2 separate regions of the Zea mays genome follow, and region 1 is linked to region 2. Evidence: chromatin contacts called from public Hi-C data. All regions are on one chromosome and are shown on one strand. The core of a region is the stretch at or near the end of the contact, and the rest is flanking DNA. Distances in the headings are between cores, read along the strand shown. Region 1 has its middle 50 kb from the start of LOC109940844. Region 2 has its middle 6.8 kb from the start of LOC103632488.

What was found. A called contact is a pair of places that touch in the nucleus more often than the background predicts.
Region 1: a Hi-C map of leaf shows a contact between it and region 2, with 7 times the contacts expected there. The contact joins two enhancer-like sites. A contact is called at or near these places in 2 of 25 Hi-C or Micro-C datasets (endosperm and leaf).

What each region holds. Positions count from the first base shown.
Region 1 is chr7:79,400,366-79,403,135 of Zm-B73-REFERENCE-NAM-5.0, forward strand. No RefSeq gene overlaps it. Among protein-coding and RNA genes, the nearest start is that of LOC109940844, 50 kb to the right of the region's middle. Within about 2 kb of position 1,321, at least 17 of the 20 cell types and tissues checked have an H3K27ac peak or open chromatin away from gene starts, as enhancers often do. A contact at or near this core is called in leaf, where this site is marked.
Region 2 is chr7:79,122,923-79,125,768 of Zm-B73-REFERENCE-NAM-5.0, forward strand. No RefSeq gene overlaps it. Among protein-coding and RNA genes, the nearest start is that of LOC103632488, 6.8 kb to the left of the region's middle. Within about 2 kb of position 1,494, at least 18 of the 20 cell types and tissues checked have an H3K27ac peak or open chromatin away from gene starts, as enhancers often do. A contact at or near this core is called in leaf, where this site is marked.

The DNA.
Region 1 (2,770 bases), core at 71-2,570, 280 kb after region 2:
CAACATCACACCAAACATGAGAACAAACTGCATAATAATGATCTACGTGTTGCTATGAGGTAGTAGGTTTGAGAACGACTAAACTCGGAGTTATAATTAAGGAGATACGGGTTTCTGAAATTTTATATGCTTTGATAAATTTAACATAGGCTAAACCAATTTAGTGCTCGATTTCGACAACATGTTTCATAACAAAATATGGTTACTAGATTGTAGTTAATATTAATACGAACCTAATGCAACTAGAACGGATCAAAAAGGATTTAAAATGAATTAATTATGAATTAACTAGGATTCTAGAATTATTTCTATACTAGAAATCATTTTCTAGATTTTTATTTACTCAAATCAACGACTATGGACTGCGGGTCATAATTCCAGAAAGGACAGGGTTCGTTTTATTAATTTATGGACTCACTTGTAGAGATCTTTAAACTAACCTAGACTATAGGTTAAATATATATATAGAGGCAGGGGCTCTTATGCAACTGCCCACACCCAAAAGGATATCGGTTATCAGATCCGTCCGATCTCTATCTGGCAGTGCAGATTAGACCCAGCCCACACCGAACCAGTACGCAGTGTGGTCCATAGGATCAACAATCCACGGCTCAATTTTCAATTACGCAAGATCGCATCGGAACCATCCAGGTCACCATCTATGGCCGAGATTCAAAATAGGCGAAGAGGTATTTGAGTTCTAATCTGGATCGTTCATCCACGTACCAACGGCCGACAGCCAACCCCAGGTCTGCCCTCCCCCACTGGCAATCCCCGAAAACAAATGCAGAGGAGGCAAGGAACTCAATAGATAAGGACTCACCGGCTACCTGGGCGCCCAGATATGCCGACCACGGTCGACCATGTTGCCGTGGCGCGGAAGTACTCCGGTGACAAATTCGCTGGACACCGATGATCCACACGCAAAGGGGCTAGCTCTAGCTCATAGACGATCCACGCACTCTCGCGAACTCCAGTGATCCCTTCTTGCCCCCTTTTAGATGACGACAGCGCGAAGAACGGGCGCAGCGGCTTCGTCACCGCTTGCTTGCGATAATGGCGCCGGTCTTACCCTCAGGTTGCTCGACCGAAAAGGGGATGGGCGAGCCCGGGTTCCAACCATATACTCCAGACCACCGACCCCAAGGAAGCCAGGTGGCAGTTTTGGAGTTTGCTACAATCCCTATGCGGGCGCTCCAATCTCAACGGAATGCCGCAAAGAAGGAGGTCCTGGCGACTTGGCCCCACTTGGCAGTGAGTAATTGAGAGGATGCATAGGGGAGAGGCGATGCTAGCGACGTTGGCCCACAGGTCAGCCCCGAACGGTGAACGCGCGCGCGAAGTTGGGTCCACCGGCCAATTGGCCCACCTGGCAGCAGGAACCGTGGAGGGATGAAAAATTCAGGGCCCCCTCCCAGGGCAGAGAAATTGGGCCGGGGTGCGGGTTCTGGCCCAGGCGCGACAATTCCTTCCCAATTCTTTAATTTTATTCTTTTTATGTTTGTTTCCAAGGCTTTTAACTTGTTTTGAAATCACTAGGTGTGTGCCCGTGCGTTGCAACGGGAGTACGCTGGGATGAGCATCGATACATATCTGATCGGATCTTATATTTCCTTGGGGGTCTGGAGAAAGTTTGCTCGGAAGCCCATCTAGTTAGGTGTCCATGCGTAGCAACGCAATACAAAATTTTGGACAAAATGTTTGGTTATCTTTGTGTTCAATAGTATATCTGAAAGAGAAGCATAAAAAAGCAGATGAGTGAGAGAGTGAAATAGAGACAGATGCAAGTGCACCGTACAAAGCATACATGTGTACAATGGCCATGACACAAATAATAGCTTGCAAGTTTATAAAAAATAGAATACAACAGAATTGGACATTAGCATACACCGTTTTAATGGTTGCACATATAAATACAATCTTCCAGCGAATTTAAGTTGAGTTGCTAGTGTTGTACATATATATATGGAGCTAACGGGCGACTATATAGCACACACAAGCTGTCAGCTAGCGCCTCCAGCCCATCCATTGGTCCCTGCCGCTTGGCAGGTTCCGCAAGCTCCTCTCAACCGCCACCTCCATGTTCTGCAATGCACACAAAAAAGTACAAGTAGAACAAGTCTAGTCAAATCCATCATTTGATGATTGTAGTTCTAATCACTAATGAAACATGAGATGGAACAAAGAAGGAAACAAGATAGCTAGGAGTACCTCATCGTTTGCACCCTTCTGCTCCACAAGCTATAACGTGAGCTGCTTCAAAACCTTGAAGTGACAAATATCTAGTGGCCACAATAACACAAGTGATCCCATCCACACGTTTCATTCTAATTTGTTCATAAGAAATAAACATGAGAAATGATTCATAGATCAGTACAAATATATAAACGAAGGTCATTCGACCCTAAATAACTGTGGCAGGAATAAATCACTACAGCCAACACAACCCATGAAAATCAATGACATAAGCAAGAACAAGATCGAGGCTCCTCGACTTGCATCGACATGCCAACAACTTTTGAAGTGAAAGGAAACAAGAACGATTATCGTGTTGTAGATACAGGGAGTGAACAAATACTGAACATGCCAGCCTTGAGGCAGGCGGAGATAGTATCGACAGAGCGTGAATTAGGGTATTCTGGCAGGACAAGAAAGTAGGACCAGCAACTGAAACATGTTTCTCTTGTTTCTTCAGAAGACACCGAGGAACAGGAAACCAAGCTGAAGCTACCTTCAAGTCCGAGGAAGGAAGGAGTACAATGATTGGTTT
Region 2 (2,846 bases), core at 244-2,743:
CGCGTTGGGGCGGAGGCGGAGGCGGGGGCGGCGCGTTCGGGCCGGCGCTGGGCTGAAAATTTCGTTAGGAAGATATAACACTCAAAATCACATTTTGATGATTTAAAGCATTCTCCAAAAGATTTAAGATAAAATGTCATTTAATAGTGATTTTAATTCTTTATAAAGTGTATTCCCTAAAGCAAATAAATAGTACTATTAAAAGTTGTGTAGTTCAAAACTTAGATTTAAATCTTGAAACGAAAGTGTAAGTTGAAATTAATAATTAGAAGAAAGATTTTTTTATTATCTCCTATGTAAACTATATCACTCTTGAAAAAGTATTTTTAAGTAAAATGATTCCTAGTAAAGATTGTATTTTACTTTCCCTAAATAAGTGAAATAAAGGATACTCATTTTTATTAACTTAAAATTTGATCACATACTCAAAAGTAATATTTTTCCTAAAATGAAGTGAATGTGTGCATGGCACATTTTGAGCCTTTAACTAAACAAGGAAATAAATAATTAATATAAATATATATATGTTTATAAAAATATATTTTCCATTCATGCATATATTTTGGATGTTGCATTTAGAATAGAATTTGAAACCCATATTTGAATTTGAAGTTAAAATGTGGAAATTAAAATAGAAAAGAAAAAGAAAAGAAAAGTAGTTTTTGGGTCAGATTTACATGACCTCGGCCTAACTTGGCGAACTGCGCAAGCCCACTCGCGCACTGGTCGAGGGCCTTTTTGGTGCCGGCAGGTGGGCCCGCCTGTCAGGCCCTCATCGGGGAAACGTTGCTGCGCGGAGTCGCTGCGGAACGGTCGTCAGCTGCTCTGGCTCAATTACCCGCTCCGCACCGCACCCGTCTCCGACTGGCCGGTGGACCCACTCGGTGCACCTCCTTTCCCCACCCCAACAACACACGCGGGATTGTCGCCGCCGTCATCGAAGATCGCTAACGGCCGCTCCCCAACCGAAACTCGGGAGATAAATTGGTGGTCGGCGACCTCTTTCCCTCTGTTTCCTCTCCTCCTTTCACCGCACACGGTTCTCGAGCCCGACCAAAACGGTTGTGGGGAGCAGAGAACATGGGTTGGGCGAGGGGTGTCACCATTGTCGACCTCGGGTGTTAACCATCCTCGAACCATCGATTCGCGTGGAGGGGCGAGTACCGACATCCGTCTCGCATTTCCCCGCTATCATCCGAGCATTAAGGGTGACCGTAGGGCAATAAATTGCTCACCGGCGTCGTGAATTCGGCAGAGCACCGCCGTGCGTCGTGGGCATGAACTCCTGGAGCCTAATCACCGGTAAGACCTTGCCCCGTGGACTCGCCCCAACCCCCGCTACGCGTAGCACCATAGGGATCAGGTTCGTTGTGTAGGTTACGAGATCCGGGAATGGTGGCAATGGCGCCGCCGTGGTTTGCCCAGGCTTTGCCGCTGGCGTGATCCCGTGAGGAAGAAAGCGCCTGGACCGTCCATCTATTGCTCGACGGCTAGATTTAGACCTAAGTGTACCCTTTCGCTGCGTGTGATCCATGCCATCGATTCATCCGCGGGCGGCTACGATTAGATCCTGCCATCATCGATTCTGGATCGTGGGATCGAAATGGGCGGATCAGATTAGATGTTCGCGTACCCCTTCAGCTTTCTAATCTCAGCCCTGAATTCGGGATCGGGAGGCTCGGATGAAATCTAGCTCTCGGTCGCAGGGATATTTGTTAAAGAACCCTTGGATGTTTCCGAAAATAACCCGCCATCCCTGTCTGGTTGAATACAATTACGGTTAGATCCTCGGATTTTACAAAACAGCCCTTGATGTTATAAAATATTTCTGGAAATTGTTTTTGCTGTAAAAATAAATCTAGAACCTTAGAAAATCCATATCTCCTTCGTCTTAACTTCTTTTTGATCCATTCCAGTTGCATTAATCTCATATTAAAATTGTTTATCATCTAATGACAATATTTAGTCATGAAACATAGATTAAAATTATGCAGTTAGTTTATTATATATTGAACACCTAAATTTTCAGAAAATCATAACTCTTTAACCGTAATTCCGATTTTAGTGTTTCTCGAACCTGCGATCTTGTTACGACGCGTAGAATATTATTATGCAGTTTGTGCTTATGTTTGGTGTGATGTTAATTTTGTCTATATCATGTTTGTTTGTATTGCTACGAATAGAAGTGAAGTCACGAGAATCTAAAGATCATCTTGGTACCTGGAATCTCGAGTCTAAGGCAAGTTGTGTCCTTGATCACTTTTCTTAACCAAATAATGTTCTTGGTAATCACTGTGACATGCTCAGGTTAATTTGATGGGACCTAATAGGATTCCCTAGCATTGTGTATCCCCACCTATAAACAGATGAATTATTGGGTAGATTTGCTATTGCTCTACCTGGCTTTGGTAAACTAATGTTTTATTACGATCATGTTCCAATTATGTTGTTGTTTAATTATTATTTATGATAAGATCATATTGTTAATTGGAACATGGAGCGAAGGGAGTCCCATTCCACCCTTGTGGTAGCACTATTTTCCCGGGTGGTCTCTCCATGTTCAATTTAATATAATAATATGAACATGAACAATAATTAAACCAGCAATATTAATGGAACATGATCATAATTCAATATAACATTAATCCAAAACCAAGTAGAGCAATAGCGAGTCTACCCAATAGTTCATTTGTTTCCAAGGTGTGGGGTAAACAAAACTAGGGAAACATATTAGGTCCCATCAAATTAACCTGAGCATGTCACAGTGATTGACAGAGAACATTATTAGGTAAAGAAGAGTGATCAAGGGCACAACTTGCCTTTTTGGTGCAACTCCAAGTACCTCA